2 separate regions of the Rattus norvegicus genome follow, and region 1 is linked to region 2. Evidence: chromatin contacts called from public Hi-C data. All regions are on one chromosome and are shown on one strand. The core of a region is the stretch at or near the end of the contact, and the rest is flanking DNA. Distances in the headings are between cores, read along the strand shown. Region 1 overlaps Zc3h12c (zinc finger CCCH type containing 12C). Region 2 has its middle 29 kb from the start of Fdx1.

The links. A called contact is a pair of places that touch in the nucleus more often than the background predicts.
Region 1: a Hi-C map of kidney shows a contact between it and region 2, with 3 times the contacts expected there. The contact joins two enhancer-like sites. A contact is called at or near these places in 2 of 12 Hi-C or Micro-C datasets (the Rat2 cell line and kidney).

Annotation. Positions count from the first base shown.
Region 1 is chr8:61,386,990-61,392,782 of GRCr8, reverse strand. All of the region lies in intron 1 of Zc3h12c (zinc finger CCCH type containing 12C), which reads left to right. Among named protein-coding and RNA genes, the nearest start is that of Zc3h12c, 11 kb to the left of the region's middle. Within about 2 kb of position 4,307, at least 28 of the 93 cell types and tissues checked have an H3K27ac peak or open chromatin away from gene starts, as enhancers often do. A contact at or near this core is called in kidney, where this site is marked.
Region 2 is chr8:61,209,907-61,215,600 of GRCr8, reverse strand. No RefSeq gene overlaps it. Among named protein-coding and RNA genes, the nearest start is that of Fdx1, 29 kb to the right of the region's middle. Within about 2 kb of position 2,305, at least 5 of the 93 cell types and tissues checked have an H3K27ac peak or open chromatin away from gene starts, as enhancers often do. A contact at or near this core is called in kidney, where this site is marked.

The sequences.
Region 1 (5,793 bases), core at 3,058-5,557, 180 kb before region 2:
GTCCACTTACTGCCTCCATTTTCCTGCCCACAAGTAAATCAATGGATTTCTTCTAAATTGCTGGTTGCCAACAGTTTTCATGTACATTTTTTCACTAGTTACTAACATTTTCTAATTAACATCACTACTGGAGTCTTTGCTGGCATCATAATCTTGTTTTTTCTTGCAAAACAATATACTGTGTCTTTGACCTTTTTGAACTAATCAATGTTACCTCTTTTTCCCTCGAGAGACATCACCCTAGATTGTTTCTGTTTTTAGGATGATATCACAAACAAAGGAATAAAGTAGGGTGTGTGAACTCTGAAGGCATTCAGTTTTGCAGCTCTGTAAATGGAAGAACAGCTTGTAAGTTACAATAAGTAGGCTTTTCTGAAGGACGTTCTTTTTCTGTATTAATAAGACAACTTTAAAAATCTCTCCATGTGATATAAGGAAATAGTATAAGCTGTTCAATTCCTTGGCTCCATTGCCTGCATGTTATTATTTCTTCTATGTTATAATTATTCTACTGAGACTATAAAATAAATACTATAAGTCAAGCTTTCTACTTTTTGTACTGTAGTTTCCCTTAAAAACATTTTTAGGATATGCTTCTGCCCTTCCTGTGTGGCAGGTACTGTTACAAGTTACTCCATGTCTTGATCCCACTGGTCCTTGTAGCAACCCTGGTCTAGAAATCATGCTGAGGCGCTGAGAGGATAAGCAGCCTCTCTAGGTACCAGGTGAACGGCAGGCAGCGTGGCACGATGCTCTTTCCTGTACTCTAGACTGTAAGTGTGTAACTTAGTCCAGCCGTGCTCACCCTCTTTCCATCAAATGAGACGTTAGCTGCTGCAGCTAACTGTACCCTGGGACTTACAGTAAGCATTCAAAGGCAAAGCCAGTGAATCATCTCTAGAAATAGAGGCACCTAAATAGCAGCAAGTGACTCCATCTGCTTCTGTGGCATTGAATGAAATAACCGCATCTCTTAAGTCAGCAAACCCTGAGGCCCGTGTATGTAGCAAATGGATAAGTTACTTAGGAAACGACAGGTTCTTCTCTCATGCTTATGCATTGGATATCCTAGTAGCTTATTCATCTTTGAGTTCCCAAGAACATACAGGGTCATGTCTGATGCTCAGGTGGCTCACTGTGTAGTCTAGGCTACAGGAGCACAGCACCCTCCTACCTCTGCTCTAGATCCGACCTGATTAATAGATCATTTTAACACAACTGGCATTCCTTGTTTTCTTCCAAATATATTTCTATAACTGAGTTTTGCAAGGCAGTACATGTGATATGAAAATATAATTAATACTTACTGACTGGTTATTATGTATCCAATACTATTCTAAGGGTTTGATCATTAATTTTCAAAATAATCATATTATATGCCTTTGTTTTCCACAACTGGGGATAGCCAGGCATGGAGAGATTAATTTGCCCAGGACCTTAGGTAGGTCGATCCATGGGTAAATAGACAAGCACACACGCATAATCTCTTAGTGAATTATTAGTAAATATAATCTTCCATCAAATGTGTGCACATTTGTGATCATATTTTCAGATCATATGTAGCATTTAAAAACTCAGTCATTCCTCTTACAGTATATCAGGGTCAGCACACACTCATGTACACACATACACACATATTGTTTTTTAATATTACAGTATGACTAGTTAAAAGTTACAGTGCAGGTGTAAAGGTTGGTTAGGAAAAGCACTCTGATTCTTTTATATTGCAATATATACATACACATTCACACACACATACCCGTGTATATATATCTGGAAGACTCCAGAGTCTCAGATGAATACTGAAGGACAAGCTGAGTTGTAGTTCACTAAAGTTTCATATCTAACAAGTATTTTCTAAGACATTAACAATAGCTGGTCAGAAAATATGAGTGAAAGAAATAGTCCCTTATACTTCAGTATTCACAGCAGGAAAAACAAAACAGCAAAGTATTTTCAGTTTCTTGAGAAATGTATGACCCATAAAGGGCTCTGTTGAAAGAGTGAGGAGACTTCAGTGGGCTCAGTGTCGTGGATTACACTGCTCAACACCACGAGACTCAGTGTCTTCAGTGGGGGCTCTTACAGAAGGGCTGCAGGGTCCTCAGCAAGTTCTCAACAGCATTTTTGCTGAAAATTTTGTCAAGACAACCAACACATATCTGGAAGATTGTACATAGAACCATGGCCAGGATGTGAATGTGGAAACCGGAAAGTACAGCAGCAGAGGACTTGTACATAGAGTGCACCCAGCCTGATATAACCTACACTTGTCATTTATGGCTGGGTACAGAAATAAAGATAGTGAGCATGGAGTACAGAAGGAAGCCCATGTTTATAAGATAATATATGGGACTGGGGCCATAGCTATCAAAACTCACACTAAAACCCTCCTACAGAATTTCCACCTCAGAGTAAAGGCCAAATTCTTTCTATGACCTACAACCTGGAGACTCAGGACCTTCATGAGTATGTTGAAATGTTGACTTCGTAAATCAGAATCTTGAAGATTTTTGTCCGATTCAAATGCAGTGTCAAGTTTTGAGAAGCATTGCCCTTTAACACTCTGGTTTCTCTGACCTTAGTTCAGTTCCTTGTCACTTCCTCTGCCTGACCCTCTGTATACACTCCATGATGTAAGAGAAGAGGATACCCTTTGACACTTGCACTATCCCAGTGCAAGACATCTAGGACATACTCAGTTTAGAGTAGAGCTAGTATTAAACATTCATAGGTCTGGAAGAATTTTCAAGAAGGAGCAAAATTACAATGGATTCTTATGGTTCATTGTTGCTTTGTCATATAAAGTTCCCACAAACAATTCATTAGAGAATACTGAACCATTTCTTCCCGCAGGAAATACAGTCCTTTCCCACTGTCTGTGAAAGATACTTTCTAAGACCCTAGTGGGTTTTCAGATAGTGTGAGTGATAGCTGTGTAGACATCATTTGTTAGACCTGGAAGGCTGATCTAATGATGGAAACTCCTTTATTATGATATAGTTAGGATTTTTCTTTTTAGCCTGCTTTAATTTGTTTACCATGTGGGATTAATTAACACAAAAGCATAACAGTCCTATGTGCAGCTTAAGAAGCTGGACTTGTCTTTACAAGACTTCCTCCTAGACTTACTGATCAAGTAAGTTACACTCCAGGAAAAAGACAGAGGCAGCAAGTATTACCCCACTGAGGGCTGCATAACTATGAATCCAAAGGAGCATGCAGGACTTGGACTCTTGGGCTTCCTTGAGTATTAGCCACACCAGAAACTCTACTTTGAAATGCTCGTCACTCTGTCACATAAGATAGACCCTTTTTAACAGGGTAGCATTTTTATATTCAAATTGGCAAGGATGTGTGTGTGTGTGTGTGTGTGTGTGTGTGTGTGTGTGTGTGAGAGAGAGAGAGAGAGAGAGAGAGAGAGAGAGAGAGAGGGAGGTTGCATTTTTGCTAAAGGATCTTCAGGTTTAAGCACATTGCTGCATGCTAAATCATTTGTACAAAGGAGTAGCTGAAGAGAAAGTAAGTCTTCTCCCAAGAAGCTCATCTGGTTCATAAATAAGTGTGGTTTAGACTATCACGTTATAGAAGTATAAAGGAGTTGGGATCTCTAGGCATTAAGAACATCTTATGGGAAAGTGAGCCTTGGAATTGACGTAGAATGGCAGGTGTGAGCAGGATGAGATCACTTCAGGCAGATCTCTTAACTTCTGCACCTCTGTCTTTGCTACAAGTGAAACAAGGAGTACAGCAATTAGCAACTCCAGATCTGAAGCTGTTTATCTGTTTAGCCTGAGAATGATGTCATTAGGAATGACTGTGTCAGGAAGACACCTCGGGGTGATTAAGGAGATAAATTAAGAGACAAGTCTCCTAAGCCTGAGAGGAGGACATTCTTTGCCTGCCTAGAGGTTATTCATATCCAGGAGGAGAACAAAGTTGAGAAGAGAAAATAACCAGGATTTAATTGAGAAGTTGACAGAGAGTGAGTAGTTTCTAGAATGCATGAATTGCAGCAGGAAAGAGTTCCTTAACCAGGCAAGAACTACCACACAGCTCAGATGTGAACACAGACCTGTGTTGTGTTTTCCAAGATGAACATTTTTGCATGCATCGTTTTACTTTATAAACATGAACATTTACCTGAAACGTGGACTATCTTTTGATTTAATGTTATGACCTACCATTTTCTTCCCTTCTGCTTCTGGTAACATCATCTCATCAGATAACCTTCATCCCACTCTGGAACTGAGAGATCGGCCAATTACAGCCCCACATACCTCTGGCCACACTATTTGGGTGAAAGGTGAGCGTGTGACCCAAAACTGCAGTGTAAGACTGTGTCAGGAGTTTGAATAGCCCTCCCAGAGGCACAGATGGAAGCATTCCAGACACCTGAGAGGCCAAACCCTGAGTTCTGGCCTGGTCTTTGGCCTTCCAGAAGCTTTAAAAGTTGGGTTCTTTTTTTTTTTTTGGATCCTTGTCTTAGGGTTACTGTCCGTGTGATGAAACAGCATGACCAAAGCAATTTGAGGAGGAAAGGGTTTGTTTGGTTAATGTAATACAAGCCAAGGACCACTGAAGGAAGCCAAAGTAAGAACTCAAACCAGGAAGGAACTTGGAGGCAGAAGCTGATGCAGAGGCCAAGGGGTGCTGCTGACTACTGCCTTGCTCCATGACTTGCTCAGCCTGCTTTCCTTCAGAATCAGGAAGCACTAGTCCGGGGATGGCACCACCCACAATGCTCTGGGCCCCTCCCACATCACGCACATCAATCATTAATTAAGAAAATGCTCCACAGGCTTGCCCACAGCCTGATCTTATGAAGGCGTTTTCTCAGAAGAGGTCCCCTCTCACAGACTTCTCTGTGGCCTGTATCAGGTTGACATAAAATTAGCCAGTGTGAGTCGGCAAGCTTTTTATAAAATTTATTTTTCTTTAGTTTTTTCCTGTGAATAAAGATTTTAAAAATGCACGTCGGTTTTTTTTTTTTTTTTTTTATTGTGCTGTGAGCCTGTTTTTTGAAACACCATCTCATTCCAAAGCCCAGGTCAGCCTGGAACTCAGCATCTTCCGTTCCGAGTGCCAGGGTCACAGTGGCAACCCCCGCACCTACTTCTCACTCCCTTGTTCTGTCTACTCTCATTTCCTGTTGGTATATTGGGGTGCTTTTAGGAGCAAATAAGTCTTACACTAAAGATTTTTGATATTTCATTCTTGGTATGGATTTGGAAAGATGCTTTTATTATAAAACAGTACTGATTTTTTTATTCATTTTATTCATTTACATTTCAGACCAATACTGGTTTTGTTTTGTTTTGTTTTTTATGGCTTGACAGGAAGATGTGTCTTGATTATTTTGACCTACTTCCCTATCCGCCAACCATGTTTAACTTAACAGTGAGAACTGCCAACTATTTCTCTGAAGAAGTGGGAGCAGAGCATGCGTGGAGCCTGAGCTCTGCACTGTCCCAGCGTGGGAGCAGAGCATGTGTGGAGCCTGAGCTCTGCACTGTCCCAGCGTGGGAGCAGAGCATGCGTGGAGCCTGAGCTCTGCACTGTTCCAGCGGGCCGTCTCCTTTGGTTTCCTTCCGTCTGAATTGTAATGAATTCGCGCTCATTCTGCTGTTTGCTTCCTTTGCTGTGAGGTGCAGTCTTCGTAGGCCCAGCTGCCTCCAGTTTGGGGTTCTCCCACCTGCACATCCCGGGTGCTGAGGTGACGGGCGGGCGGGCGCGACTACACCCGGCCTCTGCATGTTGCCAGCCATGTCAGTATTGTTAGATTGTGAGCTC
Region 2 (5,694 bases), core at 1,056-3,555:
AGGGGGGAGGGGTGGCATTTACAATTACAGAGATGAATCCAGACTTATCTCGGTGACCTTGGACAAAATATAAAACTCTTGAAGTTTTAGCTTTGCCGTAGATGGTGTTTCCTCATTAGTAGTTATCAAGAAAATGTAGAGAGAGGTCTTAGTGGCTGACCTGTAAAACAGCTCAGTCATCAGCAGGGAGAAGCCAAGTGAGCTGTGAGGTCAGGGGAGGCTTCCCCACAGCCAGAAGATTGAACACCAGCTGCAGATGCCAAGAGCTGTTTAAAGCAGAGGAAACTGGGTCACTGGCATAGAAAGAGATTGAGTTCTCCTTGCTGTCGGAGGCCAGCAGTGCAAGGTTCCACCCTGTCTACTTGTAACCTGTGTCCTTCTATAGCCTTAGCTGCTAAGCTGATTCTAAACGGTACCTGTGACTTTCCATTCTCTCTCGCTCCATAAGTTCAATTGTTAGTCATTCTGCTCACCCCCTTGAGTGACCCTCAGCTGCTCTGGACATCCCATGGTCCTTTCTAGTCATTTGGCCAACCTGGAGCCTTGCTTAACTCTCCAACTGACTTCAAATCATTGTCAATAGAAGGAGGAGCTGCAGTTTCCTTGACCCGTGCTAACACACTGGTGCGTCATCCCTTCCTATGTTGAAACTCAATCCTCGATGTGATAGCATTAAGAAATGGGGCTCGGGGGAATGGGTAACAACTTCCTGAGGGTTCTGCCTTCCTGAATGGGATTCTGCTTCTATAAAGTAGAGCCTGCTTTCCCACTTCTGTCGTGAGTCATGTGAGAACTCAACAAGGGGCACTATCTAGGACTTGGGGTAGAGTTCAGTGGTAGAACACTACCATAATATTCACAAGGCCCTGATTATGATTCCTACCACTAAGAAAAGAGAGAAGAAAACACCAATGTTTGGATGACCTATGAAACATCCAATCTACCGGTGCATTTACAATAGCATCTCTAAGCCCTGGGACTGTAAGCAACAAATCTTTATTATTTGTAAATTATGCAGCTAAGATCCTGTGTTATAGTAGCCTGTATAGACTAAGACATCTCCTGTAAGCACAGACTTAGGGAGCTCCCTGAGCCGCTGAGCAGTATTCTCAAGTTCCCAAGGCCTTACCATCTTCATTCTGCTACTCTGGACTGATAAAAAGAGGAGATGGGAACCTGGAACCTCAGTGTCTCCTCAGCCAGCTGCATATGCACTAAAAGCATCATGACCATCTTTCTTTCTGTTATTTTCTGAGACAGGGTCTCACTATGTAGCCCAGGCAGTCCTTGAACCCAAGATTGCCCTGCCTCTTGAGTCCTTCCTTCCAAGCACTGCATTGTAGACATTGTACTACCATGGCTGCTATACACATCTGCTCTGTAAAGTCTACTCATCTCTCTCTAAAAGGGCATCTCTACACAGTCAAGTCCACAAGAGCAGTCGGAAAGGTAACAGGGCAGATGGCGCTTGGCTGCAGTGGGAACTTACAGTAAGGGGCTGGTGCACAGCCATAAGCAGTTCTCACTCTTTCATTTGCAAGTCACCTATCTCTGTCTGAGACTTTTCTCATAATGAGATACATGGCATGTTTTAAAGTGGTCAAAAGGCGTATCTGTGAAATATAACCCAACACATTTAATCCTTAAGTTTTTAAGCATCATAATGATCAAATTATGCAGAACTATACTCCCATGTGTCAGTGGTCATCTGCAGTTAGTTGGGGGAATTGCAAACATCCTCCTTAATAACTTTTCTCTTTCCTCCCATGTACTTGTCCTAAAGCTACAGCCTAAAACGTTACGTTTTAAAAATTCACACCTATTTTATTTGTTTGTGTGAGAGTCTGGAGGTGCATGCATGGAGGTCAGAGAGCAACCCCATGGAGTCTGTTTTTGTGTCCTGGGAATCGAATGCAGGACATCCAACCTTGGTAGCAAGTGCCATTACCCCCTGAGCCATCCTGTCAGCTAATAGGCTTAATTTCAATAGAGCTATTAATCTTTTACTTCTAATCCAGAGAGTCTCCCAATGCACCTTCAGCCCCTCATTTTCTACGGTTCAAAGTTTTGTGCTTTCACAATAACATACACCCAGCTCCAGGCTAACCGGGTTTGTTATTCTTTGTACCTGGAGTTACTGTGCCCTGCTGTTTACTCTGTTCTGAGTTCACTTCAGGCTCTCTGCCTCCCCTTACTCCAACCCACTGAGGAGGCTGCTGGCAGGTGCCCTTCTGGGCTGGCCTTGGAATCTCCAATTTTGCAAGCTACCAGTGACTGTTTTCTGTTTCCTCGGGCTCCACCTAGCGGGCTGAAGGGGCCAGCACTGCCCTCACTTGGATCTGTTTACAACCTACTGGCTGCTTGAGAGATTCCCTTCCAAGATGCAGAGGCCGGCAAATCCAAGGCCAGGATCTCGACAGATGTGGTGTGATGTTAGGGTCAGCTGCCTCTCAGATGACACTTTGTTACGGTGCGTCCTGTGGCCGAGGGACTTGTAGAGGTTTCAAACTGTGGGTGTCGACCCCTAGGGGCTGAATCACCCTTTCACAAGGGTTACCTAAGACCATTGGAAAATGCAGATATTTATATTATGATTAATAAAAGTAGCAAAGTTATGGTTATGAAGAAGCAATGAAAATAATTTTATGGTTAGGAAGGTTGACTAGAGGATCTCCGGAGGGTCTTCACTGGTCACTAATCCAATTCACAGACATCTGACCACTTAACCCATAGTAATCATCTTCCAAAGAGGGTGACCCCTCCTTCCTGTCTTTGACTTGGGATCAGGTAGGATTTCAACATGTTAATGGGGATGGGGATGATATGATGCAAATATAGTATGTAGTCTTCATGTTTCCTCTTTCAAACTGTGCTCATTCTTAGACAGAGTTGCAAGACCTTACTATTGTACCTCATGGACGCATTACTTCATTACCTGGGCAAGGAGGCGCTATCAGAAGATAGCACCTCACATCCGTGTCACTGATTCTCAATTGCTTGTTCTTCTTAACATCATCATTGTTACTTGGGGACACAACCGCCATGGCACATGTAGCTGCCAGACGACAACTTTGTGGAGTTGGAACTCTTCTTTCACTTTCATGTGGGCAAGTGCTGCAGTCTCTTAGGCCCCGATTGCTATTTTTAATAAGCAAACTTTGTGTTTCTGCAAAACCTTCTAGGTAAATACATCATTCATAGAACTACACTCTTCTTTTCTACCTTCCGTAAGGACTCTGGTCCAAGAGGGTATATGTAAACCTCAAACACTTGGAGTGAGTTTTGTCCACTTCACTTTGCTTAGACTCAAGTCCTGGGCAATACTTACTGAAGGGACAGTGACACAATGCTGACTTAAACGTTGGGAATACAATATAAGAATCAATAAATTCTGGGGTAGGAAGGGTTGCTATGGGAACAAAACAAACATGAGAGAGAAGGCTGATAAGTGCCTTCTCATGGGGGGTCGGAGGGGATGGGGAGTAGAACAGCTAGCCAGGATATGAGGATGGAGGGAAGCAGATGGTGGAGGCCCTCAGAGCACCCGACTTTAGCTTTGTCCTTAGTGAGATGGGAAATCATTGACTATATCTAGCAAGAGTGATGGGATATGCCTTAGTAATTTTTACATGGTTATTCTAGCTGCTGTTTGTTGAGAAACTGATAGGACTAACTGTCCTGAGTTCAATTCCCAAGACCCACAGATAGACTCCATGGGGTTGATCTCTGACCTCCATGCATGCACCTCCAGACTCTTACACAAACAAATAAAATAAGTGTGAATTTTTAAAACGTAAATTTTAGTCTGTAGCTTTAGGACAAGTACATGGGAGGAGACATCCCAGAAGCAGGGAGATAAAATAAAATCCCGCTATATCAGACAAGCATGTTGGCCAGGGTGGTAACAGACAGAGAGGTAGAGAGAGGGTGGAACTGAGAAGGTTTACTGATGTGCTGGGATGACCCACAAATATTGCATTTACTGGCTATGAAAAACTGTGTCCTGTGATTTCAACTGTTAGTCACCAGGCTGACAGCACCCGACTGGCAGGATGTGTAAATGTCTGTGGTTTCTTCACCTGCCCCTCAAAAAGGCAAATTGCTGAGGAAGGTCACAAAACCCCCAGTGTCAACTGGGTGAGTAAGGAGTATGGCTTTTTGCATAATTAAAGAGCTGGTGACTGGAGCTTCGGCAGAAGGGCAAGAGGGACAGACACAGAGAGACAGAAACATGGACAAGAATGGAGCAGGGAGGGGCTGGAGAGATGGCCCAGTGGTTAAGAGCACTGACTGCTCTTCCAGAGGTCCTGAGTTCAAATCCCAGCAACCACATGGTGGCTCACAACCACCTATAATCAGGTCTGGTGCTCTCTTCTGGCCTGTAGTTGCATACATGCAGGCAGAAAGCTATATGATGTATACATGATAAATAAAAAAATAAAAAAATAAAAAATAAAAAAATAAATAAATGTATGTTTAAAAAAAAGAATGGAGCAGGGAGGTAGAGCAGTGAGAGCCACATGGAGGGACACAATGGCAGAGAAGTCGGGTTAAGTCAGAAGCCAGCAGAGACTGCCCTAGCAAAAAGGCCAACAGACTGGAGCTATATAGATGTCTCCATGCTATTATTAAACCACAAGCGGGAACCCAAAAGCCCAAAAACCCTGCAGTACTAATGAATTGATAATGTGTGGTGTAAAAAATAGAAATGGCTCAGCGGTTAAGAGCACTGGTTGCTCTCTTCTAGAGAGCCTGAGTTCAGTTTCCAGCCTCCACATGGTGGCATACAATCGTCTATAATAGGATCCCATGCGCTTTTCTGGTGTGTCCGAAGACAGTGGCAGTGTATTCATAAATATAAAATAAATAAAATCGCCATAGAATTCCTACTGTGACCACTAAATTTGGCCTAAGAACAACTGGAGCACTGGAGTGATGTTTAGCTAAGTGGAAGGGTGTGTGCATGTGGGAGACCCTGAGCTCAATTCCTAGCAAAAACAACATTTCAATGACGACGACGACGACGACGACGACGACGACGACGATGACGACAAGCACTAACCAAGACAGAAAAACCCAAAGGAAAAGTAAGCAAACAAAACCAAGTTTGGATCTCCAAAACATACAGTGCAGTGTAATTCCAGCACTCAGGAGCCATAATCCCAGGGGCTTGCTGAAAAGACAATCGAGGCTGACCAGCAAGTACAAGGTTCAGTGGGAGATCCTGTTTCAAAAATTGAGGTTCAAAAGCACTTGGCAATTGATGAAGGTACCTGACATTGGGCTCCACACACACATGTACTTACATGTACAAACAGATGCACACATTGGAATTACTACACACACACACACACACACACACACACACACACACACACACACCCCAGAATTGAAGTATAGGTTGGTCTCTACATGGAGTCGCTAAGTCGGCATTGGGACATCAGAGGTGGAGTTTAGACTATTGGCCTGACCTGGAGAGAAAAAATGTATGGTTTAGCAACATACAGATCTGTAGATATGTTTTTATCCAGCAGCTGATCTGAGATTTCTTTAATAAACAGAGAGAATGGAAGTTTGAGGATTCATCATGGAATACCCTAATGTTTATTAGAGTTGGGGGAGCGAAGGAAACCCATGAGACAGATTAAGGGGTGACCAAGATAAGAGCGGAACTCTGAGTGACGTCAGTTCACA